4 separate regions of the Mus musculus genome follow, and regions 2, 3 and 4 are each linked to region 1. A link is a contact called in public HiCAR-type and promoter capture Hi-C data. All regions are on one chromosome and are shown on one strand. Each heading gives the region's core, a stretch centred on a gene start, on an enhancer-like site or on the middle of the called end of the contact. The rest is flanking DNA. Distances are from core to core; before and after follow the strand shown. Region 1 holds the start of Mynn (myoneurin). Region 2 holds the start of Fndc3b (fibronectin type III domain containing 3B). Region 3 holds the start of Tnik (TRAF2 and NCK interacting kinase). Region 4 holds the start of Gnb4 (guanine nucleotide binding protein (G protein), beta 4).

What was found. Promoter capture Hi-C pulls out the DNA fragments that hold promoters and counts their contacts. HiCAR-type assays count read pairs that join an accessible place to other places. Capture Hi-C pulls out chosen DNA fragments and counts their contacts.
Region 2: a promoter capture Hi-C map of pre-B cells shows a contact between it and region 1, with 3 times the contacts expected there. The contact joins the promoter of Fndc3b here to the promoter of Mynn in region 1. A contact is called at or near these places in 2 of 39 promoter capture datasets (hippocampal neurons and pre-B cells).
Region 3: a contact with region 1 is called in a HiCAR-type map of astrocytes, with 3 times the contacts expected there. The contact joins the promoter of Tnik here to the promoter of Mynn in region 1. A contact is called at or near these places in 1 of 39 promoter capture datasets (frontonasal cranial neural crest) and 2 of 115 datasets of contacts at active chromatin or transcription factors (astrocytes and thymic regulatory T cells).
Region 4: a contact with region 1 is called in a promoter capture Hi-C map of liver, with 5 times the contacts expected there. The contact joins the promoter of Gnb4 here to the promoter of Mynn in region 1. A contact is called at or near these places in 2 of 39 promoter capture datasets (the C10 cell line and pre-B cells), 2 of 115 datasets of contacts at active chromatin or transcription factors (astrocytes and double positive thymocytes) and 1 of 9 other capture datasets (liver).

The regions. Positions count from the first base shown.
Region 1 is chr3:30,598,538-30,605,327 of GRCm38.p6, forward strand. It overlaps Mynn (myoneurin), which reads left to right and starts at 3,550. Exons shown (of 8, transcript NM_030557.3): 1 at 3,550-4,158; 2 at 4,967-5,263. The coding sequence starts at 4,998. It overlaps n-TVaac8 (a tRNA gene), which reads left to right and starts at 2,733; the gene lies at 2,733-2,805. It overlaps Actrt3 (actin related protein T3), which reads right to left and starts at 1,333. Exons shown (of 2, transcript NM_029690.2): 1 at 1,119-1,333; 2 at 1-212. The coding sequence starts at 1,312.
Region 2 is chr3:27,707,088-27,713,877 of GRCm38.p6, forward strand. It overlaps Fndc3b (fibronectin type III domain containing 3B), which reads right to left and starts at 3,365. Exons shown (of 26, transcript NM_173182.3): 1 at 3,259-3,365.
Region 3 is chr3:28,260,354-28,267,143 of GRCm38.p6, forward strand. It overlaps Tnik (TRAF2 and NCK interacting kinase), which reads left to right and starts at 2,861. Exons shown (of 33, transcript NM_026910.1): 1 at 2,861-3,346. The coding sequence starts at 3,290.
Region 4 is chr3:32,612,753-32,619,542 of GRCm38.p6, forward strand. Gnb4 (guanine nucleotide binding protein (G protein), beta 4) reads right to left here and starts at 3,838. Exons shown (of 10, transcript NM_013531.5): 1 at 3,687-3,838. It overlaps Gm52622 (a long non-coding RNA gene), which reads left to right and starts at 3,859. Exons shown (of 2, transcript XR_003954599.1): 1 at 3,859-4,525; 2 at 4,651-5,732.

The DNA.
Region 1 (6,790 bases), core at 2,300-4,799:
CCGCCTGGGCGGACATGTAGAAGGCAGGGACTCCCAGATTCTCAAAAAACACTTCGGAGATGTGTTGCCGGTCTGCCAGTGGATTCAGCGCAGGTTCTGTAACCAAGACCGGGCCATCACTGGCGTTCAGGTTCAGGTTGTAGTCATAGATATGCTTCCACATGATCTCCATGTCCCCCCAGGAGGAAATGAGACCCCGTTCCACTGGATAGCTGGAGGGAGGACAATAAAATATATAAGTCTTGTGCTTTTATGGTTGTTGCTAATGGTGGTTTTAGATTTGGCTTAAATTATTATTATTATTACTATTACTATTATTATTATTATTTGATAGTTCTTGTTTTGAGACAGAATCTCATTATGTTGTGCTGGCTAGCTTAGAACCCATGACACTTGCCTCCAGCACTCAGGAGGCAGAGACAGGCAGATCTACGATTTCAGGCCAGTCCAAACAATAGAACTAGTTTTAGGATAGCCAGGGTTACACAGAGAAACTCTACATCAAATAAACAGACAGACAGACAGACAGACAGACAGACAGACAGACAAATAAAACAAACTCAGTATGCAAACCAAGATGGCTTGGAATGCACAGACTCCCCTGCCTTTACCCGATTGAAGGTGAAGGCTACCATTCTTAAATAGAAACTGTTAATTCTACCTTTCTGTTCCTTTGCATCCAAGGGGACTATTTATCATTATTGTTTTCTGTAATTGACAAAGTAACTTCCAGTAAACAGCACAGCTACTTTTCTCTGCAGTCATTTTGCTTGGCTATTTTTTTCTCTTCTTTGGAGAATGTGACTTCAAAAAGTTGGAAACTTCCCACATTCTGGTATAATTGTAAATAGTTCAAGAGACCACACCGCATGACAAAAGTCACACGTCAAGCCACATTCTTACGCAGGCACATCTAGCATGAACGGCCACTGTATGCTTGAATATATTTGTGTATAGAGAACAGAAGTTTTTGTTTGTTTGTTTGTTTTGGGTTTTTGTTTTTGTTTTTTGTAAGGAGTGGCCTTGGGGTTCCTTCCCTGGTCCTTTCGGGGTGGCTTTAGCTATGGGCTCTCCACCCACTTCCACAAAGCCCCCAAGACTGCAGAGTCCCGCAGTACCTGATGGATAGGAAGCTCCTGCGCTCCTGCGCTTGATCACCCACACACAGCTCCTGCCTGCTGTCCGCCGTATGGCCCTTGGACCGGCCCAGAATATTCGGGTAGACAAACTGGGGCTCCCGGGTCCCAGCCAGGCCCGCCTTGATCATTCCCGAGCCGTTGTCGATCACCACTGGTGGCTGGTAGCCGCTCATGCCGCTGGTGCTGCTGCATCTGCGCCTCCAGACCGCTCTTCCCAGGCTGTGCGGTGACAGGTGTTGGTAATGTCGCGTCACAGAGGACCCGGCCATCTGCTGGCCCGCATGACATGAGTGAGGTGCCTCCTGCGACCGCTTTCCATGGGTTGAGCATCACCGCTGCTCCTGGAAGCTCTCAGCATTAATACCAGAAAACCGGGCTACCCTTGCAAAACATAGAAATCTAACAATTTGCAAGAACCTTTCTCAAACACGCTGAATGTCTATTAAAAAAAAATTCTCTTAAGTCCTTGCACTGTGGTTAACAGTAGTGTTCCAGGGCGAGTGGGAAGCTGGAGGAAGACCCTTAACACCGGCCTTGGAAATATCGCTACAGGAAGGCTCTGCCTGGCTTCTGTAAGGATCAATTTCAGGGAGTGCTGGGGTGTGAAACGAGTTTATGTTCTGTATAGTAAAGTAAACAACGTTACATCTTTCCTGTCCTTTCTAAAGATATACACAAAAAGGCAAAACCTTTTGGGTTTTGTAAGATGGTGCATTTTAGCACAGGCTGCCCTCGAACTCAGCGGAATTCCCCTCTTCAGGCTCTGAGTTCTGGGATGCTCGGCTCCCCTCCTTCCCCTTTTCTTTTCTCCGTTCATTTCTCTCTCTCTCTCTCTCTCTCTCTCTCTCTCTCTCTCTCTCCCTCCCTCCCTCCCTCCCTCCCTCCCTCTTCCCCCCCCTCCTTCCCCCCTTATTTCATCCTTTTCTTCATCTTCTGGATTATATCTCTAGGTCCTCCGAAGCTAATTTTCATTTCCTGAGGTTGATGTTTTAGGAATAAGAACATGTCTGCCATTTGGTAAGAATATAAATGCCTTAGATCATTATGAAGTTCAGTTCAGAAAAAGAAAGTACACTGCGCAGCAAAAAATGAACGTCTTGGTGTCTGGTTTCGCGCATCCTTTAGGGGCTTTAAAACAGCACACAAATAGAAGCTTTGGTTTCGAAGCAGGATGGGGAAAAGGGTAATTTACACGTGCTTCCACCAAAACCCGCCAAAGCACTGTACTGCGCCAAATCACAGGCCCTGGCTACAGCGCGCCGCTGCTTCCCAGCTGGAGGAAAGCATAACCTGTCTAAAATGAGAAAAAAAATGAAATTCGGCCAGGAACTAAGTGTGCCTGCTGGTCTCTAGTGGTGTACCCGCCGGGCTTAGCAAAACAAGAAAAAGACAGAATGAATGAAAGGAAGGAAGGGAGAAAAAGAAATTGCAAACAAGTTCAAACTTTTAAATAGTCTCAGCCTGTTAAGTTAACTGTGCTTTGTTAATATTTTTTCTCTCTCCTCATTGAAAAATGCATAAACCTTAAACAGGTGTGAAACGTATATGACGACATCACATAAGAAGAACATTTCAACACACCAGTGCAACCAAGTTTCCGTAGTGTAGTGGTTATCACGTTCGCCTAACACGCGAAAGGTCCCCGGTTCGAAACCGGGCGGAAACATATCTTTTAAAACGGTAACCCGCCCATTAAAGAAACGACCTTGAATCAGCTGTTTTAATGTTGATAACAAACGCCCCAACACACAGACGAGAGCAGCAACAAAAAGGGCTGATGAAGTAGGTAGCTACTGATTCTAGAAGGCATTCTCCCAATCTCTAGCCTCTGAAGCATGTCTGTATTCAGTTTTCTCCCCTCGAGATTCCATTTCCCCCCCCTCCTGTCAGGCTAAATTTTGTTCTTAATTTATATGTCAACTTCACTAAATATTTCAGAATTAACACATTATCGAAAGGGTTTGACAAAAAGATGAAATTAAAAAGAAATTTATACTCAGACATATAAAAAAGTAGCCTCAACATTTTTCTTATAAAAACGACTCGTGGTTTTATTCACAAATTCTTCACAGAGATATAAGCAAAAAGATTCCGGTATGGAAAAAACTCTCAGAGTTTTTGAGACTGTCTTTTAAATAAAGTCACAGGTAAATTCCTTAAAAAGCATAAACGTAACTTATACCAACAAACGTTTCAGTTGTGCTTTTTAAGATTTATGACGTCCGCAGGTTCTAGGGAAGAACACATCAAAACTTAACTTTGCTCTTCTCCCTTTACTGCACTAACTCTGATTTCGAGGTAAATAACTGTGCTAAAATTATTCTGGTTCAGACGTAGGAAAACCTTTTCCGGTAGAAAGCCCACCTTCCTCCCACGTTGCGCATGCCCAGTGTGCCCTGCTGCTTTGCTTTGCTTTCGAACATCTCATCTCTGTTGCCAGGTAAGGGCATTCTGGTAGATGAGCTTTGGTGAGCCGGTTCAAACAGAATTCTGGGGGTCCCAAGAGCTTTCGGATATGCAAAAGAGGAAGGAGTGATTGGTCTCGACTTAAGCATATCCCTCCCACTCGCCCCGGTCAAGAACCAGGGTGCACAACACAGTCATCTCCACTGGAGGGGCGCTAATGAAGACAGGATGACAGGCGAGGAAAAGAACTACAACTCCCAGCATGCAGCGCGCAGCGCGGTTCCCGGAGAGGCCGGCTCTGCACTCAAGCCCGGTCTCCATCCAGAATCTGGGCCGACAGCTGCGGGCTGACAAGGTGAGCAGCTCGCACCGGATGCGAGTGAGCAAGGAGGTGTGATCCGGAGACCTGGGCATGCCGGGAAGTCAGGGCTCTGAGACCCAGCTCGCCGGCCCTAGTAGACTTTTAGCGTCCTATCTCCGGTGTCCCCAATGGACCACACACCCGGACGTGACGCTATCGCAGAGGAGGAAGGGAGAGGCGGAGCGTCGCAGTGACGTCCTCCCAAGATGGCGGTGAGAGAGTGAAGAAACTGTTTCCCTTGGGCGGCTACGGGTGAGTGCCGCCCTCTGTCTGGCCTGTCGTCCCTGCGTTCTGGGATCCCGGGGTCTTATGTGGTCCGGCGCCTCGGAGATCGAGCGCGATTCGGGGCGGAGGAGGGTGTCTAGGCAGAGGCAGCGTCCGCGGTATATGTAGTCATGGCCGGTGCCGTGGGAACTCGCGGGAGTGCAAGCTGGGAGTGCAAGGCAGCGGTGGCCGGGGACTGGCTAGGACTGTCGCCCTCCGCCGCTGCCAAGCAAGCAGCGGGCAGGCAAGGGGTGTGTCCTCCTCCGGAGAGTGATGGAACCTTTGACACAGCGGGTCGGGGCGTTCCCGCCCCCTTGCACTTGCCTGGAGCTTGGAACCTCACCATCTCTGCTTACAGGGTTCAGTGATCAGAGAGCAATGGGAACAACTCGTATCGTGTTCTTATCCTGTTTCAAGGAGGCTTTTCTTAGTCTATTTGTTTAAGCACCTTCAGGTAAAGATGCCTGTTGGAGCTTAAAAGTTTGAGGGGTCAACTCTAGAAGCTTAGGATTTTACGGCCCTGTTTACAACTGTGACATGTTTTTTTTTGTTGTTGTTGTTTTTGTTTTTGTTTTTTTCACTGCCTTTTATTGCATTAGTGTTCTAGTGCAGTAAAACAAAGAAAAGCATTTAATCACCACGAGTGTTCGATGAGGCTTTTGGGGGTTGGGAGGCAAAGGAAGAGCTGTGTTCTTTGGGTTTAGTCTTTTGTCCCACACTCCCTTACCGCTGCATGGGTGAATGTTTGATGAAAGCTTACGGCTATCAGTTCACCGTCTCTTCTTGTCTTTTTTAGATCAAGGGTGAAATCCCATTCTGCTAGCAAAATGCAGTATTCACACCACTGTGAGCACCTTTTAGAGAGACTGAATAAGCAACGGGAAGCGGGATTTCTTTGCGACTGTACCGTAGTGATTGGAGAATTCCAGTTTAAGGCGCATAGGAATGTGCTTGCCTCCTTTAGTGAGTATTTTGGGGCGATCTACAGAAGCACTTCTGAGAACAATGTTTTTCTTGATCAGAGTCAGGTGAAGGCTGACGGATTTCAGAAACTGTTGGAGTTTATATATACAGGAACTTTAAATCTCGACAGGTAAAGTACATGTTTTTATTCAGTTATAAAATCTAGTCTTTAGAGCTAGATTCCTGTTTTTCCAGTTTGCTCTCCATGCTCATTCTCAGTGTTGTTACACAACACACACACACACACACACACTATAGCTTCAGTAGAACTGTTGAGGATGAAAAGATGTTTGGTAAGCACAAAAAACACATTAAAGCTGGTGGTGGGCGGCAGAGGCAGGCAGGACCTAATAAATTCAAGGCCAGCCTGGGCAACAGAGGAAGTTCCAGGACAGCCAGGGCTACACAAAGAAACCCTGTCTTGAAAAAACAAAAACAAACAAACAATACACATTAAAGTCAAGAATTCCATCTGACAGACTTATTCACCAAAAAAAAAAAAAAAAGGCTCTATTTCAATTTTGCAAATTCTGAATTTAAAGTAGGTTTTCCTTTGGTCTTCATGTCCCTCAGGCCCTCTCTCACACAGTCTCTGTCCGTTGCTGCTTCTAGGGTATTTGGAGTAGAGTTGTTGAAGAACCACCTCAGGCCTCATGGCCTCATGGCCTTCTAGTGCTCATATTTAAATGGCAACGTGCAGGACTTTCTGATTGTGGTTCTGGAAAGTAACTTCGTGGAAATGCAAGTAGCATTAAGTCTGTTCCCGTTGTCAACCTATCCAAAGCTTGAATCAAGCCAGAGGCATCACTGTGTTTCTCTTAAGGGTCTTAACCGTTGGGCTCCAGAGGTGCATTGGTCAAGTGCCTGCCGTGCAAGGATGAGGACCTGATTTCGGGTCCTTAGCCACCAAATAAAAGCAGTTTTGTGATACCAGTGCTGCTGGGGTGGAGCTCATTAGCCCGCCCGCCCGCCCTCCTGCCAGCCAGCCAGCCAGCCAGCCTAGCAGAATCTGGGAGCTTCTAGCTCAGGGAAAGATCCTGTCTCATATAATAGGGTGTGAAGGGCAACAGAGGAAGACACGCAGAATCGTCTGCGGCTTCCATACACAAATACACACACATCTGCATGCATGTGTGCACAGGAACACACACAGACTATGCCAAAAGATGCTTATTGCTGCCCCTTTATAGTAAGTAGGCTCTTCAGAGTCTTATAATAGAGATATATTGTTTCCTCTGTATAAAAGCTAGGCTGATAGTCATACATTCCTAGTTGTGGGAGAAAAGTAGAAAGGGCAGAAGCAAAAAGGATCTGGACAGATTATGCTTGCCTTCTTTCCTTCATTTCTAATAGAAGCATGCGCACAAGTAGGGGAGTGGCTGGTAGAACGGACTTATAGGCCAGTCGGGGTGGCGCACGCATTTAACCCAGAACTTGGGATGCAGAGGCAGGTGCGTCTCTTTGAGTTCTGGGCTAACCAGACTTACTGAAGGAAAAAAAAAAATAGACATTGGAATTGTGTCTTTCTGATTGGCTGATCATATGTCACCTAAAGGCCTCCGTGAGCCTTAATCGCCTCATAAAAGTGAGATAGTAGTAACTATATTGGTATTATTGTAAAAACTGAGTGAAAGGTTACTTGAAGCCCCCACTGGGC
Region 2 (6,790 bases), core at 2,115-4,614, 2.9 Mb before region 1:
AGCTGATGTTAATTAAATCCACTTATCACAAAAATTTTTCTAAGTGTTTGCTCACTGCAAATGGTCATTCCTGCTGGTTTAGTCTAGAACAATTTGTGACTAAATCTAACATTTGATAATTGACTGGGGAGGCGCTATGTCTCACTATACAGCATATATATATATATATATATATATATATATATATATATGTATGTATATATATATATATATATATATATATATATATATATATATATACTATGCCCAGCTCTTGGCTGGAATTCCCTATGTAGACCAGGCTTAACTCAAACCTACAGAGATCCACTTGCCTCTGCCTCCTGAGTGCTGGGACTAAAGGCGTGTATCAACAACCACTACACCCTGCTTGATAATTTATCTTACATTTTGATAGCAAGACTACTTAAATTCTTCAGAAGAGTGCTGTAGCTCCACAAAGACAACCTCAGAAAGTCCCTTTAAAAGAAGGCCTAAATGAGCAGGTGATGTGGATGCCAGAGGTGTGATTTTTTGTTTCTTCCAATTCTATGAATGCCTTTCTTCTTGCATTCTAATATTTACACTTTTGGGGGAAAGGAGACCGAGTAGACAAACTGACCTGGAGTGTAAGCCAGGCTAGCATCTCTTGATCTTCCCACCTCTGCCTCTTAGATGCCAGGATTATAGGTGCAAGCCACCATGCCCAGCTATGCTACTTTATTACACTGAAATGGCTGTACAAATCAGCTCCTTTACCAGCAATTCCTACATATACCTATTCCAACTAAACTTCTAAGCTACAGGTCTGCTCATCAGTGCTGACTGACAAATGCGCACCTTAAGCTGTAAGTAGCTAACTTTCCACTCTGTTTGGAGAAGCAGACTGAGGCACACCTACCCCAGACTTCAAAGTCTACTTAGAATAGGAATTCAAGAGCTAGCTGAGGCTCTAGCACTGTAGTAGAATATGTGCCTCCAGTGTACACAAGGCCATGGGCTCAAACCCAAATGTGTGTGTGTGTGTGTGTGTGTGTGTGTGTGTGTATGTGTGTGTAAAAAGTAGACTTAAAACATCTTCTGATTGTAAAGAAATACACTTAACTTGGTGATTCAAAAAGCAATATGGCTCAGTTGAAGGTCAATAGACTTGGGAGTCTAAAAGTTCTATGTTTCAAATTTAAGTTTAAAATAATTTGGAAAAAAGGAAAATTCAAACAACAATTCTTGAGTCACGGAGCCACATTTGAAACGCTCGATTACATGTGCCTCCTGGCTACAGGAGGACAATCTAGACAGAACCATTCTATCCCTGGAGAAACCACTGAGCCATGTTCTGAATTACTGGTACCTTGATTTCTGTGAACTTAGACGCCCTTGTTTATAAAACGTACATTTACTACAACTGAAATCAAAATATTCAAAACTTAATCGAGTAATGTATAAAAGGCAGAAAACATGTTTATCTAAGAAGGAATATACTATTAGTACAAGCTCTAACAGGCATGTGGTTCATACCTGTCACCCAACATCCAGGAGGCTGAGGCAGGAGGTCAAGCTTGGAGAGGCCAGCCCAAGCCTGTCTCAAAATACAATGCCCAAAAAAACTTTCCTTACAAGCAATTAAGTGTGAGTGACCCTTCCGGGTGGATCATGAGAATTTTAAGAGTTGGGCAGAACGGGCACAAATGCCAGTGTAACAAACAACCAGGAGAGGTGCTGGTGCTCACGCTCTGCATTCCTTTAGAAGCCCCAGAAGACAGAAGACGGGCTCCTCCAAACATCCCAGGCTCTGATCACAGCTATTTTTAAAGGGTCTTAAAAGATTACCAAAATGTCTTTCTGGAACTGTATATACTGTCATTAGATGCTACCAGCCCCCACCCTACAAGATCTCGACAGTGCTAACAGATGCTAAAGGAACACGATCTTGTCACACAAACGCTTTTTCTCATAAGCATCAAAATAAAATGCTTGAAAAGCACATGCAAGTTTAAGGACAATACTAAGAGAGCAACTTTTTAAAACAATAATCAACGAGGCCTCACTTTTAGCCAGGCTGCCGCGTATCTCGCGTCTCGGTAAGCATGAACTCCGGTTGGCCCTCCTGGCCAGAAGCATGTCCAGGGACTTTACCCTCTTCAACAGCTGCTCCCAGGGAGCCAGGAAATTTACTGAACCCAGTCTTTACTGCATCCACAGTCAGCCTCCAACGAGGAGCGAACCAACAGCCCCCACACCAGTCACAAAACCAGGTCAGAGTTGCTATGCATGCATGCGCTGTGTGGCATAACTCAAGTTCCCAGGGTCCCAGCCGATACTTGGAGATGCGGGAGCGCCACGCACTCAAATCTGAACAGAGCAGTGAAATTTTGCTCAAAACCTGACTTTCTTTTGTACTGTTTTGTTGTTGTTTTAAAAAAGAATGTTATTCCAGAATGGATTCCTTTTCTTCCGGGTCTGTCTGCTCCTACTAACTCTCTGCCACAACCAGGGTGCCTCCCCTTTCCCAATGCCCCACCTCTTGCCACATTTATAAAAAAAAGAAAAAAAAATGGCACATTCCCTCTCCCCTAGCTTCTCCTAGTAAGGCCTGGAAACTGGAGGAAATTCAAATCAAATTAGTTGCACATTAAAAAATAAACAGACAAGCAATCAAGGGTGCCCACCCAACAAAAGCCCTCGCCAGTTCCAAAATATGATTAAGCCTGGGAGGGAAGAGGGGGAGGGGGACTAGCCGGGATGGAGATAAACGTGTGCATTTTTGGCCCCAGCGTCAGCCTCATCGCGGCCAAATTCTACATTTTGTTTAAAGAAAACGCTGGGCCTGAGAGAAAAGAAAATAAAAAGTTGTAACTTTTAAGGAAGTCTGCAATCCGCACTGTCTGGATAAAATGCCAGTGCTTCCTTCGTCTGGGATCGCCGGGTGGGAGCCGAGATTCGAAAAATCTCCAACCCCAGCCGTTCTCTCCGGGAAGGCGCCCGGCCAGCGGCGCCGCCCGGCGGCCCAGCCAGGTCTCCCGGGACGCTCGCAGAGTCCCCCAGGCTCCCCAGGCCGGGCGCTGGGGACGCTAGGCGGTCACGGCCCCGGGCCCCGGGCCCCGCTTTCCGCGAGGACTGACAGGCCCTTCCCACGGCAGCTCGTTCCTGCCTGCCATCCGAACCAGACGGTCCCCGCGGCCCGCCCAGCCCGCCCGCCGCCTCGGGGCGCGGATTCCACCCGCTGGGTCTCCCGGCCGCCCCACCCCCGGCAGGGGCGCCCCTCGAGCCTGACCGACTGACCCGCGCTCCGCTGGCCCACACGCACCGGGTCGTCCTCTGCTTCCCGCCGCGCCCCGCTCCCCCGCCCGAGCCTGCAGCCGCCTGGCTCGCCGAGTCCAGCCGCGGCCGCCGGTTCCCGCCCCCAGCCCGGGGGGAGCCCAGGGGGCAGGACGGGGAGGGAGGACGTGGCGCGCAGAGGTGGCCAGAGGCGGGCGGGGAGTGTCCCCAAGAGGCCCCGGCGGGGGCGGGGGCGACCGGTCGCCCAGGGACCCTCCCCGCGAGCATCCCGGGTCCCGGGTCACAGCCCGGCACCCCCAAGGGGGCCAAGGCAGCCCCGAATCCCAGCTCTGCGCGCACGCACGCCCTCCTCCCTCCACCATATGGAAATCTACAGCCTCCCAAAGTGACACGTCGAAGATTCCTCGGCCTGGCCGCGCGCCCTCCCCCTCCCAGGCAGCGGTCCTGCCGCGGGGATCTGGGCGGGGGAGCGGATTCCTCGGAGCGACGGCCCGGGGAGGAGGGGAACTGCGAGCCCCGCATCCTCCGCTTTCTTCCCGAGCGAGCGGGGGCTGGAGGGGTCGCCCCCTACCCGGCCGGGAGCTTCGGGCAGCCGAGCGGTCGGGGCGCGACCGGGACTCGGCAGCCAAGTTTTCCTCGGGCATCCCCGAGTGCTCCGGGGCCGGGAGCGCACTCGTGCAGACTCGGAGTCCGGCCGGGCTCCGAAGCGCAGGGACCCGAGAGCGACTGTGGGTGGCACGTCCCCCGGCAGCCCGCCGCCGCTCCCGCACGCCTTACCTCCCCTCAGGCTGAAACGGGGCTCCGGGTGCCCGCAATCCGGGTCGCCCACGCCGTCCCAGCCAGCCGCCCGCGGGATCCCCGCCGTCCCCTGCGCCGCTCCCGCCGCTGCTCTCCGCCGCCTCCTCCGGCCGCCGCCGCTGCTCAAATAACTACCAGGAGGGTTTGATGGGGGATTCCGCCATGTCAATGATGTCGGGACCACATGGGGATTCGGGCCCCGCCCACTGCCGTAAGCCTCCCAGTACACGCGCAACTACAAGAGCAAGCTCGCGGTAGCTCGGCGAGGCCTCCCTTTACCATAAGCCAAGCCAGGCTACACACAGCGGGGCTTCTCTTGTCTGAGCTGAAGAGAACTGGGAGACTCTGAATGAGATTCTGGAATCATCACTGCAAATGCAGTATTTGCTCAGTAATTACTAAAGCTGACTTGTTATTTTTCACTTATAACACATATTTCCTTTTCCAATTGTAATTCCCAGAAGAATCTTTCAGTGATTTTTTTTTTATTCTTTTAACTTCCCACAGCATTTTGCATAAGCAAATTTTATGATACCAAAATTTAAATGTCTATTGTCCCTTTCAGTTCCGGCTAGACATCTTTACTCGAAAGACTAAAGACAGTTCCTTCTAGTTTTTATTAATATTTAGTTTGGGCATACTTTATTTCTATTGTAAAAATGAATGTGTGTGTGACCTCAGGTATACACATGCCATGGTTTTTGTGTGAGTTTTAGAAACTTAAAAGTCCTGTCTACCTTACACGGGTTCTGGGACTCCAACTCTGGTTGTCAGACACGGTGGGCAAGTGTCTTTACACACTGAGCTATCTTGTTGCCCCTAAAGACTGTTTCTTGTCATTTATCTGGATTGTATGTGTCAAATGCAAAAGGATCTACTAGCTATCGATTGTGTATGAATTAAATATATACTATATTCCTGCTGCATAGGCTCTGTCAAAGATTAAGGGGTTGTGCCATACTGCCCGCAAATTAAAAAAAAAAAATTTCTAGAAGCAGGGATATTAGATCAAATAATTTACCCTCCTCTGTTACTTAGTTATTCTGAATAATTCCACCAGCATCTACTATTATAGTGTTCCACAAAGACCAAAAGGGTTCTGTCACTCTTGTTGTACATAAAAACAGGAAATACTACTTTATTAAAACCCAAGCAAACATATGAACCCTAACAAACAGTTCTTTTCCTCATGGGATTTACAATTCTCTTTTATTTTTAAGATAGTGAGTGCAGCCAAGCTGAACCCTCTCTCCTCAGTGACACTTTTCATGTCAATGTCCCCAAAGGGCTCTTGTACCCATCGTTCTAAAATACAACTCTAATCTTAGATCTTAGCCCTATCTGGGAAGGAAACATGCTTTCAAAGCAGTGGGTTCCCCAATGCCCACAGAGCTCAGCTCCCTTGCTTCAAGATCTAGCCATGCAGTCTGAGTTTGGACCAATGCCTCTCCATCTTCCCCTAGCCAAGCCCTTCAGCCTAGTTTAGCTCCCGGAGCTCTCAGAGGCACTCCTGACCCTTGTGCATGCCTTCTTCCTCCTCTCTGTCCAATGTCATCTTACTCATCCCAACTCGGCCCCTCCCAGCCTCCAGCCCGTAGCTGTTTTCTCCTTAATTATTTTCCGTTCTCATGTTGCTTGGAAGCTGTCCTTTGTCTCTTCCACTTGGCCGAATGGTGTTCACTTCTTTTTCTCTATATCAACCTAGAACTGTCCTTTGATTACAGAGCCTCCCCCCGCCATGACTATATTGATTGTAAAGCACTGGGGAAGCTGGAAGGACTAGATAAATGTGCAAACTTCAGTGGGAGAAAGGTTAAATCTAGGGACTGACAAGCAAAGCAATGATCAGAGGAGACAAGATAGACAGGAGGACAGACATCTCTGCCTATTTCTCCCAACAGATCTACTGGATTTCTTTCTTCGAAAGAGTCACTGTGGACAGGTGTGGTGACACCTTCCTAGTAACCCATCTGGAAGCTAAGAGAGGTCAGACCAAGGCCAGATGAAGATAGGGGCTAGTCTCAAGTCTCAGCTCTCAGAAAGAGTCAATGCATACAGGGTGCACTAACTTCAAAATGCCTGTCAGTATATATCCTCTCCGTGGTTTAGCCATCCTCTTAGCCCAGCCTCTGAGACCAGTTTAGTACTAGCAAAGAAACATCGTAAATGCTTGGAACACGTAGCCAATACATATACACAGTGCATCAGGAAAAGCAGAGACATCCTAACCACACACAAGTTACCAATGGCCCCTGAGCCTGAATTTTCTTATAAAATTATGCCATTGTTTCCTGCTAAAATCACAATCCACAGCACCTGACAGTAAATAAATATTAATTCATCCTTGAATGAGTGACCGAGTGAATAAAGTGCTCTCTCCTAGAGCTATTAACGAGACAGAAAATTAGAAGCTTCAAAGAAAAGGACGGACTTTTGATCAAGGCTCCTGACTACTGAGGGAGTTAGCTTTCACACAATGGGCAACATTGGGATTATTGAGGCATGAACTGATTGAAATGGGTTTCCAGGATGATTGTTTTCACAGTGGGATATAGAACAAAGCTGGAGTGAGAGGGGCCTATTCTGCACTGAGTTAGGAAATGATGAAGATTGGGTCCAGAGTCATGTTTCTGGAAATGGGAACAAGGGCCTCAAGCCAGATTGATCAGATCCACTACCGAGCTGTCAGCAATCTGGGCCACCTGCCCTGCATTCCAAACCATGCTTACAGTTAAAA
Region 3 (6,790 bases), core at 1,611-4,110, 2.3 Mb before region 1:
GTTACCTGGGCTGTTCCATAACGAAGCAATAACCGACCAAAATGGTAGACCTTACTTTCATTATAGTGATTTTATATTGAATGTTTTCTTTTCTATAGGAGGAGGTATGTCTAGTGCTGTGGGGTACTCACCAGAGAAGACTTCTCAGACCAGACATGGGTTTAATCTAAAAGGAAGTCTTTATTAGCCAGCCAGCAACTATGCTAGGATCCCAGTGTAGCCCAGAGCCTTTCTCAGGGTGAGATTTTAAGCACAAAAACCATGCTCTAGGTTGACATACTTCAGTTAACAAGAACAGTTAGCCAGAAGCAGAGCCACAGAAGCCAAAAAGCAAGGCTAGTACATTTAGAGACTTTCTCAGAATTATGGTTTTTGATGGACTAGGCCTAGGCTTTAGTTTTAGAAGATGGTGTTGTCTCCATGCTGTTTTACAGCTGAGCGGTCCTTCCATCATGGAGTCAGTGGTGCTAAGTCCTTGGTGCCTACTAAGGACTGGGGCCCTAGTATGTCTAGACCTCTTTTTATAGTAGTGACTTATGTTTTCTTTTAAATTAAACACAAAGCAAAAACTGTTGATAAGAGTGCAGGATGGAAAGAAATCAGACTTCTGCTGGAACAGCTGAAATCTGAAATGTACTTGGCCTAAAGAAGAGAGTTTGATGTTCCTGAATAGGGCATGCAGAACTCTGCCTGATCTGCCCTCTGCCCTCTCCTGGTCCTAAGATTTCCCACCCTTGCCTGCCACTGCTTTCTACCCACTCCTCCCTCCCTCCCCAGGGTGCACTGTGTTGAACCCTCTTTGAAGCTATATCCATCCTTTCTGTCTGAGGTGGGGCTTCCTCAGCAGCAGTGGACTAGTCTGAACCTATTGTAAACCCCAAAGTAGAGTCTTGTGCTATTAGAGTTAGGGGAAAAGACCTTTTTGTGGTTTCACCTAAGTCTGTAGTACTTTTCTGTGAGCATGTTTATCTCCTATTTTCAAGTCTGAAGCTTTTAAAGGAGCCCTGCGTATGAATCTCAATACCCTAATCTGAAATTATTTTGCTTCATCTTGAGACATGTTAACCTGTTGTCTAGAGAAAGGGTGAGATAAGAAGGAGGAGGAGGAGGAGGAGGTGGAGGAGGAGGAGGAGGAGAGGAAGAAGAAGAAGAAGAAGAAGAAGAAGAAGAAGAAGAAGAAGAAGAAGAAGAAGAAGAAGAAGAAGAAGAAGAAGAAGAAGAAGAAGGGAAGAAGAAGGAGAAGGAGAAGATGATGATGACACACAAGGAAAAGTGTGGTGGAGGGAAAAGATGGCTTCTACTTGGTCCCTTCGTGGAGGCTTGTGGGTTCGGAACAGCATTCTAGTTTCATGGTATGGTTTAGAGAGCACATGACCCACCCCAATGAGTCCAAGACTAAACAGTCCAGCTAACACTAATTTCATTAGTGTTGGTCCGTTCATTCATTCTTTCAACTTGTTCTGAAGCTCATAATTAGTTTATTCTTCATGACTTTAAAAAGAAGTGGCAACAGCCCAAGTGTTGGTGTCCATGTGTAATCTGAGTACTTGGGTGGGCGGGGGGGGGGGGGTCATTTGCAGGACAATGAGGAGTTCAAGGCCATCCCCAGCTGCACAGTGAAGGGAAGACTTCCTTTAAGTACTTAAGATCTGTCTCATAACCATACCAAATCAAACAACCAATAAGATAAATCAAAAAGAACCTCTACTCCCCCCAAAAGAAAACAAAACAAAAAGTCAAATAAAAATCAACCCCCCCCAGTATGTTTAGCTTTTTATCTCAGTAGATGCTAGAGGAACACTCAGAACTATTGATGAGTTGAAGCCAGTGGGAAGAGTTCACTATAAATGTTTTCTTCCGACGTATTTTGCGTGGCCAAACTAGGAGACAGGCAAGGATGCGAGAGGGTTGGGGAAGTGACTTTACACTTTTGATAAAGAATGACGGGTTACCACTGCAAACACCCAGCTCTTGAGTGAAAAAGCGAGCGAAGTCAAATAGCTCGCGGGTCAGGGCTCACTATCCTAGAGCCAAACTTTCTCCATGAATCCAGGTAGGTCACCGCGGAAAAGCTACAAAGGAGGAAACACTGGGTTAGGTACTATGTTGCCCAATTAATGTCGGCCTTGGAGTCACCTGAATCCTTCGAGCTACTGCACCCAGGGAGCAAGCTTCTCTTTTCAATTCGGTCATTTCCGTGGGGAATTGCGGCACGCGCAGGTCTTGGGTGTGGCGATATCCAGACAGAGCTCACATCTCTCGGATTTCCAGCTTCTAGCAAACCTACTCAGCCTAGAGAACCACAGACGATTCGGGCCTGCCTTCCTGCAACCCAGTGGCCGCGAATGACCGTGACCCTGTGGCCACTGCTCAGCACCAAAGCCAGGCTGCCGGCTCGGCGCGTGTGAGCTTCTCCCCAACTCGCTCTGCGCGGGGAGGCGGATCCCCTTCCCTGCGCACAAGTCCTTATATGCACCGGTTGCACCGGCCCGCCTTTACTCCAGCCCCACAAATAATTAATGGGGGAGGGAGGACGCTGCTGCCTTTTCCCGCTGCCTCTCCCCACCACCCTTTTCACCATTAGAGTATCTGAACGCAGTCAAGAAACCCCAAGATACGATCGAAGAGCCATTTTGGTGCACTGCACAAATTGGACACATTAAAAATATATATTCAGCATTCAGGCTCCTGCACAGAGAGGCTCAAAAACGGCTGTTTAGATTCAGCACTATTAACCCTCAAAAGCTGGGGCGGAAAGGGTGCGTACCCCTCCCCCACCCTGGCTAGTGGCGGAGGGACCCGGTCAGGAAGCGCGGCCTCTCCCCAGTCGGAGACCACGCCTCTCCCCCCCCCCCCACTCCTCCCAGGAAGCGGTGATAGACAGTTCTGTGTGGTTCTCCACCCCCACCTCCCAGCTGAGTGGAGGAGTTGATATGTCTCATTATAACAGCCAATGCAGCCGCCATCCACGCACAAGCAAAGAAGCATGTCCCATTTAAATACACCCACGCAGCCCCAGCGCCCTTAGCCGATCAGGGCGCGCAGCCCACACGCACCGCGGCTCCGGGCTTGGAGATCCGCGCAGGTCGGGCTCCGGGATCCCGCGGATCGACGCTCTCGGAAGATCGGGATCGGACTCTTGCTGGGGCCCGGGTGGGCGGGGGAGGCTGGGCCCCGGGCCTCTCTGGCGGACAGCCGCATGAGGACGCGAGCGAAATAGACCGGGGTGGAATTGCCAAGGAAGACGCTTCGGGGTGGTTTTGGTCCATTTCTCCCGCGAAGAGTCGACATGGCGAGCGACTCCCCAGCTCGCAGCCTGGATGAAATCGATCTCTCCGCCCTGAGGGTGAGCAGAACGTGTTTTTTCCTTTTTTTCCAATGGTCTAGGGCTGAAAGAGGGAACGTTCCCTGCCTTTCTGTTCTAATTCCGGGGCAGCCGAGGGGTTCTAGGCTGAGCCCCTACCCCTACAGCAGGGGCTGGGCTCCCCTTGTGCTCCTAGGCTGTTCCCGAGGTTCCGCAAGGAAGCTGGTAGAGCTTGTCAGTTTCATCTTCGATCGGTGTAAGAGCATTACATGAAAGGCTGGTGTGTGTGTGTGTGTGTGTGTGTGTGTGTGTGTGTGTGTGTGTGTGTGTACCCGGGCAACCGTCTCGTGCCAAGGCGCGAGACCCGACTGCTCCTTGCTGCAAAAGATTCTCTTGGAGAAGAAAGGCACTGGCCCTTCACGTTTGCCAGCTACCTGCAAGATGCCATCGTGAGCTAGCTGTCTCTACCAGCGGACCCTGCTGCTCCAATGGAGCAGTAATTGCTGCTCTGGGCTGGTCTTGTAGGTGCTAACTGACTCCCTTCCCGGCTTCTGTCTCCGGTGCTGGGGCTCCGGCTCAGCTCTTCCCTATATGCCAGTGTGCACTCACCTTTATCTGTGGTTTGAACTCAGCCCTGCCTATTCCTTCCCTCGGTGACTGTGACCTTTCAGTTTTATGGCTGAACTTCAGCAGGTGAAAGAGAAGCTTAACCGCTTCTCCTCACCACACCGGAACTCCCTGGAGAGATTGTGTGTGCGTGTGTGCCTGTGTGCCTGTGTGCCTGTGTGTGTGTGTGTGTGTGTGTGTGTGTGTGTGTGTGTGTGTGTGTGTGTGTGTGTCCCAGGTCTGTGAACAGTCCTTTGTAAAACATATTCCCTTCCCCGAGCCCGGCCGCTTTGCCTTTACCTAATGAAACACCTCAGACGTCGTTCCATTGTATTGAATAAGACTTTAGTGATCTAGAATCCATTTTGCTGTTGTTTGAAAATCAGACTGCCAGGAATCCCATTGCAGCCTCGACGCTTCCCCACCCCCACCTCTAATCCCAGCACACTCCTTCGGGGAAGGGGGCCGAGCGCTCTTGCCATTTTAATTAGATGCTGCCTGCCAGGAAGGGGGTGAGGAGGGGTGGTGGCCTTGGCAGCAGCAGGCATCTGAGAAAGATTGGACACCAATCTCAGTTCCACTAGTTTCTTCCTCTCCCGAACTAAAAATAAAATAAACAGCAAATGCATATGCTTGATGCCTGGAGGGTAGGTGAGACCTAAGAGATGGTGTCTCATCTCATGTCACCCACCGCCAGTAGGGGTGGAAGTTCAGTGGTTCTCCGGAACACATTGTTAGATTGATGCTAGAATCTTGAGGCCGTTTACCTGTGTCTACTAAAGCCTTCCTGCCCTTACATTTCTCTACAAATATTTTAAGGGGCTAGATACCTGTCTGATGGAGGTGATACTTTTTCTTCAGGCTCCACGAGTCTCTTTTCTTCCCTCTCCTTGAATCCTTGCCCCTTCCCATATCTTTTGGTAGAGAGAGAGAGGTGACAATTCAGAGAGACAACTCGAAGGTTGAGGACTGACTGCCCTATGAAACGGCCTGTTGTGCTAGTGGGGCAGCAGAAGCTCATTCATGCATGATTACAGTAAGCTGTCTGTTTTTCTGGTGCCCAAAGGCCACATTCAGAACCAGTGAGTAGCTAAGTGTGGGGGTTGGGAGCAGAGTGGGTGCTTTAAACAAGCGCGGCTTCCTCTTCACCCATGGTGTGTGCTCTACTTCTGTCTGGGAGTTGCTATGGTGTGAGTTAATCAGGTGGACCAGACTTGGAGAAGGAGGAGTGGCTAAGAGGTGGAGGCCTGAACAATGAGGCAGCCTTGTGATATAGCTGAGCAGGAATCTTAGCATCCTTCTCCCTGATATGATTTTTAAGTTGGGGGGCTGGGAGGAGGGGACTAGCTCCTGTGGGCAAGGTTTTCTGAGATACCAAGCACAGAGCACCTTGATGCATACTTGAGGAAACTCCCGGGCTCTGCTATGTGTATGTGGAACAGATATCTTTGTATGATTTACTGAGATTGCTCTTTGTCACCCAAGAAGCCCAATGAATTCTCTGCCTGCACTGGTGTGTGCAAAGAGCTAGGATAACAGCTACTCCCAGTGTCTGGGGGAGCTATTGGCTGGAAGACTTACATGCAGATGGGCAGACAGTTGTACTCAGCAGGCCTGGGAGCGTCAGGCAGTCTTGTGGTAGGCTAGGTGTGCAGGTCCGTTTGTCTCCGAGGGCCAGTAGGTGATGCCCACAAATGGAAGCGTAGATGGTGGCTGCCTTCCCAGATTTGGAGAGGTTGGTTCCTAAGCTTGCAGAGAAGTCCTTCTGAGGAAACCCTGACCCTGAATTGCAGGCAAGGTCAGTGGTGCAGCCCTGTCAGCCCCTCGACATCCCTGTGGCTCTTTAATGTATACAATCAATGCTCTTTGTAAGCCCTGGGCTTGGTGGTTTAAAAGCAGATCCTGTCTAGAGAGGCCTTTCTCCTTCTGATTTTGGGGGCTTATTGTTCTCAGTCAGTGATCCCAGACTGGGCCTAGTCTGAAATTCTCCCCAATTGGAACAATGCATAATTCAAACCAGAGCAACCAGTACCAGCCCTGTCATTTAAGCCATGCAAAATATGGGTGGGATTTTGTTGTTGTGGTGGTGGTGGTAGTGGTGGTTTTGTTTTTGTTTTTGTTTTTGTTTTTGACTAAAATGAAGTGGGGTTTATGATTAGGAAATAATCAGAATTCCATGAGTCCTCATGGCAGGATTCATGAAGCTCAACTAAGTCTTGAATGTTAGGTAGGGGATGGTTTTATAGATGAGAGCTGGAAAAGAATCTTAGAACACTGGCCCATTCCTGTAGTGTGACACTCTGGAAGCTGAAACCCAGAGAGGTAAACTTTGCTGTCCAAGGTCACACAGCCAAGGGGGAAATAAAAGTAGCCAGAGGAAAGAATATGGTTCCGGACTCCTCAGTCTGCTCTCTAAGACACATCATTTGATCATTTGTAGCTGGAAATGAAGTCAGTGAGATGTTTTCTGCTAGTAGGGAGGGCAAGAGAAATTAATCATTTGACCAGGGGCATGGATTTTTTTGTCTTGAGAGTGGAAAACCTACTAGAAACAGTGAACTTACCAAATCAAATGACCAGAACTATCTGGCACCTTTGGAATGTATCTTGCCTAGCCTTCTTTCAGTCTCTTCTTCGAAGTCAAATAGACATCTAAATCAGATAGGACAGATGGTGTCCTGCGCTGATAACCTCTCTCAGTAACCCTTCTCCATCTGAACATGTCCCAAGGGGTCCGTCCAGACATGCACATTATTCAGATACCTCCGTGTGTGAGGTTTCTGATGTCCATGCATGCTTTTTAAAATTGCTGGAGTTGCGGATATTACATGTAGTATTACAGCGGATATTACATGTAGTATTACAGCGGATATTACATGT
Region 4 (6,790 bases), core at 2,588-5,087, 2.0 Mb after region 1:
GGGCTGGAGCTGAGAACTGTACATCCTGATCAGCTGGCAGGAGGCAGGCAGAGATCCTGGGTCTCAAAGCCCACCCTCAGTGACACACCTCCTCCAACCAGGCCACACCTCCTAATCCATCCTAAATGTATACCAAGCTGGGAAATGTGCGTTCAAACATACGAGACCACGGAAGCCATTTTCATTCAAACCCTCACATTCATCTTCTCAATGTGACAATACCCACAAGATGGCTTCAGGACCACCACACGGCTACCATGCAAGTAAGAGCTACCTGCAAAGATCAAACTTCCCCGGGCCATCTTACAATGAGATCGAAACTGGCCGGTCCCATGTTCAAACCCTACCTGGTTCTTTTCCTTCTGGTGTTCGGTTATTCAATGTTTGTACTCAACTGTGGAGTTAAGAAAAGAAAAAAAAAAAGAAAAAGAAACATATCCTAAAGCCCCCCTCCAGCTTGCTTATGTGCATGGGTTCAAGGCTGTGTGTGTATGTGTAAACACGGGTGCCTGGTGCCCAAGGAAGTCAGAAGGTGTTGGGGTCCTGGTACTGGAGTTACAGACTACCTACCTGTCTTGTATTTATTTATTGTCTTTCCCAGGGCCTGCAGGATGACAACCCAAAGACCCAAGTTTGGCCCCACCCCCACCCCAGGACCAAAGGAGAGAAAAGACTGTCCTGTGACAGCCACAGGTTTGCATCTGCTCACACATGAATGCACACCTGTACAGATGCACACACTCAATAAAAATGTAATACAAGGGCTTTTGCTTTTATGTTTTTTAATGAGCTACCCCAGCTTGCTTTTCTGTTGTTATGCTAAAACACTGACCCAAAGCAACCTGGGGAGGAAAGGATTGATTTGGCTTGCACTTCCAGGTTACAGTCCTCACGGAGGGAGGGCGGGGGCAGGAGCTCAAGCTAGAACTGAAGGGAAAACCACAGAGGGTCACTGGCTCGCTCCCAGGCTCACTTTCAGCTACCTTTCTTACATAGCCCATCAATTGGCAATGGAGAAAATGCCACACAGACATGCCCAAAGACCAATCTGATGGAAGCAATTCTTCAGGTTCCTCTGCCAAGGTTCACATCCAGTTGACAAGCAAGATCAGCCTTTCTCAATGAAGATCAAAATTAGGTGGTAAAGCTTAAAGAGCTTAGATGCTCAGCTGTTACAAGAGCATACTGCTCTTGAAGAAGAAACAAGTGCCTCGCAAAGACCCTTAATGACCCTACCTTCAGAGGGATCTGAAGCCACTGCCTCTTCAGGCACTGGCACTAAGGTGCCCAGAAACACGAGTAATTTAAAATGACTTTAATAAAAACTAGGCAGTGGTGACCACATACCTTTAATCCCAGAACTCTGAAAGCAGGCAGAAGCAGACAGATTTCTGTGGTTTCCAGACCAGCTTGGTCTATAGATGGAGTTCCAGGATAGCTAAAACTACACAGAGAAACCCTGTCTCAAAACGAAACAAACAAAGAGAGAGAGAGAGAGAGAGAGAGAGAGAGAGAGAGAGAGAGAGAGAGAGAGAGAAGAGAAAAAAAAAGAAAGAAAAAAATGAAAGACAGACAGAAAGACATAGGACAGTAACTGAGGTAGAACACCACATTGAGAAAAGTGTGTTTTCAGTAGATACACCACCATATTTACACAACAACGTAAGGGAGCCACAGAACCAGACACAGAAGCTTCAGGGTAAGGGGGTGGTAGTACAGGAAGCAGCTGTGAGAACATCTGGCTTAACACATAAAGGATATCAAAGAATTCCCACGTTATAAAGCAGGTTGTTGTTGGGAGACAGGGGCTTCCTTGTAGCCCAGGTTAGAACCCCTTTCAACAACACCCTCCTGCCTCATCTGCTGGAGCTGAAACTCCACAACACCTGGAGTTGCTTGCTACCCTGCTTCCATCCTCCCAAAGTGGTGGTAGTTGTTTCTCTGGAGCCCATGTCAAAATAGGGGTATTAGTTTGTAGGAGCCACCACCAGTTTAATGCCAATAGAGTAACTGTACCTCAGGAAAAGGGTCACTGACCCCAGGGATGCCAGGAACAGAATGGCTGATGGGTGGCTATACAGAGTAACACCAGTAAATGGCACCAATCACAGCAGAGAAACCAGCACAGGTTTCTGACATGTCAAGGAAATTTTATGTGTACATCAGTGATGGCTGAGGGTCCTTCCCAGGACCTAGGACTAACTGAATGTGTTCTGCAGGAAAAGCATGCACTCTGCGGACAGAGGGATCTTGTCCTGACTCCAACTTGAGTTAACAGTTACAAGGCCACAGTGAGTCATTTAACATCGCCTTGCCTGTGGAAGGTATAATGTGTCCTTTGAGGAGTGACCCAGAGATGACAGAACAGAATAGCTCACTGCCCCTGATGAGAGGACAGAGCTTCAGTAAACAATTCCTTTAATAAATCTGATTAAACTAGCCAGCAAGGCAAAGAAAGGAATAGCCAAACCACCAAACTTAAATAACACACCTGAAAGAAATCAGAGAATTCACTCACTCTCCGACAATATTTGGTGATGGGGAAAAAAAAAAAAAAAAAAAAAAAAGCCCAACTTAGATACCACTCTTAGTTTTGAAATTGTCCCAGGATCTATTTCAGGATCTATTTTTAAGGAGTAAAAACACACGCTGAAATGTTTATTCATAAAAGACCAGCAACTCAGAACTGCTTCCTGTGTATTGCTCATAGGCTTAAGGCATGCAGTTAAGCAAACCACAGCACGAAGAATCAGCGTCATGGTCTAATAACGTGTAGACAAGAGGTCTGGCAATATTTATTAAATGATATTTTTAAAGTTTCTATTTCGGTTTCAAATTCACCAGCAAACCCAAATGCAAAAGCAAAAGACTCCTTAAGTGCTCTTAATCAAAATATTAAAATATACAGTAAACTTTCAGAATCAGCAATGAATGCTGGCAAAGACCAGATATACAGTTTGGTCAGACCCCTGTAAAAGACAACCTCTCTCCCTCTCACATTAGCATGCCAGCCATCACATCCTGATAAGCTGAAATATATAAAAGGTCACCACCGTCCGAGTTCGCGATATTGAAAGGGACTAATAATTACAATTCTGTCTTAAGGCAACTCCCTAGTAGGGCGCGGGTCTACAGCAGGTTATAATACTCACCTTTTTTTGGGGGGGGGGTGGATGGGAAAGGAGTAGAGAAAACAAAATCACCCACCACTGTCAGCCTTCTCTCAACTTTGAAAACGCAGAAAGAGATGCGGGGAGAAGACGAGAAAAAATAACCGCTTTCTCTAGTTCTAAACTTGCAAATATCCAAAATCCGTTATCACCCACCTTAAAAATAACCAAGCTTTGGGGACATAGTATCAGTCCAAAAACAACAACCTGAGGCTCCAGCAGCCCGTGGAGAACTTGGTGGAGATGGCGGGAGGCTGTGTGTGTGTGTGTGTGTGTGTGTGTGTGTGTGTGTGTGTGTGTGTGTGTGTGTTGGGGGGGGGGGCATTCTCTGCAGCTACCGTCCTCTAGACTCCCGGGTGGACGCACCCTCCGGCCGTCCCGGGCCTCGCAGAGCGCAGGGGAGCCCGCGTCCACACGGAGCCCCGCGCCCGGCCGCCCGCGTCCACACGGAGCCCAGCGCCCGCCACCCGCGTCCACACGGAGCCCTGACGCCCGCCGCCTGCGCTCGCCACCTACCTGGAGCCCGGCCGCCACCACCGCGCTACTGCTGGGCGCCCGGCTGCGGGTCGCGAACCGCTAGCTGGCTCCACCACACAAGACGGCGACCACACCCAGAGCCCTGCACGCCGGACGGGGCGGGGACCCGGGCGCGGCGCGCTGGGCGGGGGCGGGGGCGGGGGCGCGCGAGGCCGGGGAGAGGGTCTGGGAACGCGCCGAGAGAGCGGCGCGCGTGGCTCGGGTCGGGGCTGGCGGGAGCGAGCGCGGTCGGGGCGGGGGGCGCTTGCAGGGGCTCGGGGAACCCAGAACGCGCTTGGCCTGGGTGGAGGCTGATTGGCGCATGCAGGGCCAGGGTGCGTGTGTGTTGGGGAGGGGGCTGGCGGGGGCGCGCGCGTGGCCTGGGCCAGGGTGCAGGGGGTGGGCGCTGGCAAGGCGTGCAGCTTCTGCGGCTTTGGGAAGCGGAAAGCGCATCCCCTGCAGTTTCGATTTATCAGTGTGCCCCTGGACGCGCCGTCTAAGCTGAGTGCCTGACTTCTTCACGCCTGGGCCTGGCCTAGGCTGCTCTGCTCTGGCGGGCTGCAGGGTTGAGCCAGGAGAGCCACAGATGCAGTCTGCAATTACTGGGCTCTAAAATCTGAAGTCAATCCAGCCAAGCAGCCGTCGGTGGATGCCCGAGGTTCACTGGGAACACGAAGCTAGTGATACTGCCCTCCTCCCCACCCCCAACACCAGAACGTGCTGTAAACATTCCTGAACAAACCTATGCTCGCACAGAGCCTGCCCTCTTGACTGTCAGCTCTCGGAAGTTACTCTGTGGTCACTGATGACTGGAAGGCCTTCTCCCAGCACCCTGCCAGGTCTCTGCTCTTTAAACACTAGTGCACCTCAGTGCATCTCAAGCGACTTTGTTCGCATTTCTCCGGCGTTTTATACTGAACATGTTATAAACTAAATGTCTCCCTCCAATTTGTTTCTTCTGCAGGGGCATTGCTCCTCTCCCCACCCCCATCTTTCTTCGGAGTTAATTCCACTTTGACAGACGGTTGCTATAGCATTCTCTTTCTGACGTCAAACAATTTAAAGAAACAGAGCTGGGTAAAAGAGGCTTGCAGAGCTGTAGAAGGGTTTAAAGAATATCAGGAGAGCTTGGCACCCCCGCGGCCTTCCATTCTTCCTTATCAGCTGCTCCATATCAACCTGGAATAAAAGCCACTCATACCTACCGGCAAGGAGGCCAAACAGCAGTCTGAATGTGACTGGGGAGAAGATCTGCTCTGTGTAAAAGCCACCCCACCACAGATGTGAAAACACCAAGATACCAGGATGATGAAGTGGTTTCTCCCCAAAGTTTTGCTTTCCCTAATTAAATACTAGAAGAAAATGAAGAAGTACCAGACTTACACGTCAAAGAGTCAGGATGGTAGGTTGCAGCCGGAGTGGTCTAATTTTTGATGGCATCTTTCAGTAATAAGTCCTAAACTAGAAGGTTGGAGACAAGGGGAAGCCGGTACTTAGGGAGGACATGCATTTCTAAGGCTCCCTGCCTCAGCCTGCCTCTGTCATTTATCCCCATTTCACAGACTAGCAAACTGAGGCCCACTAGGATTCTGCTTGTTTCATGAAGTCACATAACATGGCACCTGACTAGACCAACTCAGATACTTATTTTCCTTTGTTGTGATTTCCTCCCTCATAATCCTGTGCACAAGCATGTCCCATATGGCAGGATTCTGAGAAATACTCTACTGTCAACTGTATATTGAAAGACAAGCACCTGGGGAAACTTAGTGGAAAGCCCTGGGGTACTGAATCTATTCTGGAGATGATCGGGGAAGCAGACATCCATAGCTCCAAAACATGAACTGCAGAGCCCGAAAAGATTGATGGTCTTTGATGATCTGTGAAAATTTGATGCGGACAGAAATCCTGGCTGAATAGTCCAAATACTTAAAAGAAGTAAAAAGTATTCATCACCCAAAAAAACCCACTTCATATTATATCATATTGTATTTGTTTTGTTGCCTGTCTCTTAGTTTTCTAAAAAGAACCCCTACTTTTAAAGAACAAGCCTGTGTACTGTGTGTTGGAAAGCAGAGTCAGTGAGATTTTCATTGCTCAGAGCAGCATCCCAAGAGTAACAAAGTGTGTGGATGGACTCTCACAGCTCCTGGTGTTTCCAAGAATAAGGAGATCTGTGGAGGATGGGGGTAAAGAAAAGAGAGGAGAGAGGGGAAGGGAGGAGGGAGGAAGGGAGGGAGGGAGGGAGAGAGAGAGAGAGAGAGAGAGAGAGAGAGAGAGAGAGAGAGAGAGAGGACTGGGAATTTGGTGGAGAGAAACTCGCCAAGGAGATACACAGGAACACACAGAGACACATGTACACACAAGTATACACACATACACGTACACATACGCACCACACTCACACACATACGCACTCTCACACACACAGAGCTCATCGTTGACGGTTCTGGCTGTGTGGAGGATCGCCCCTCAGGACTGTGCATGACGATCCACGGCTGCATCTAGGCCACTAACTCACTGAGTCCATGCTCTCAAAGTCTGCTTTATTAACGGAACATAAGGGGCGCCTCAGAGAGGGAGTGCCAGGGTGCAGGTGTCTTCTGCCCTCGTCTTCAGGATGGTGTTCGCCAGGAGGGCTTGCTGCTACTCCAAGGACAAAGACAGGAAGACACACTTGCTTGTTTTGTTTTCAGTCCTGACCTGCTCAGAACTTCTCAGAGTCATGCTCAGAAAAAAGGAATTGGCTTCATAGGGGTTCAGTGACAGTTCCTTATAGAGAGATCTGTGTCCCTTTTGGTCCAGTTCAGAGACTTTCTGCCCTTGATCCTGATTGTGTCATTTGAATTCTCTTCCCAGTGAGCCCTCGAATTTACAGTGCCACAGGCTTGTAATCTCTGCCTTCAGATCATACTCTAGAGACACTCGATTTTTTTTGTTGTTGTTGTTACTTTGCCAAGTGTGCTACAAATGATAGAACCAGCGAAGTGGAGAGTTTTCAATACTGACCCCTTCAGAGATGAATGGTTTCCAATTGTGAGGCCAAATTATGTACCAGCATCAGTCTTCAGCCCAAATGTCAGATGGCTCACAACCACCTGTAA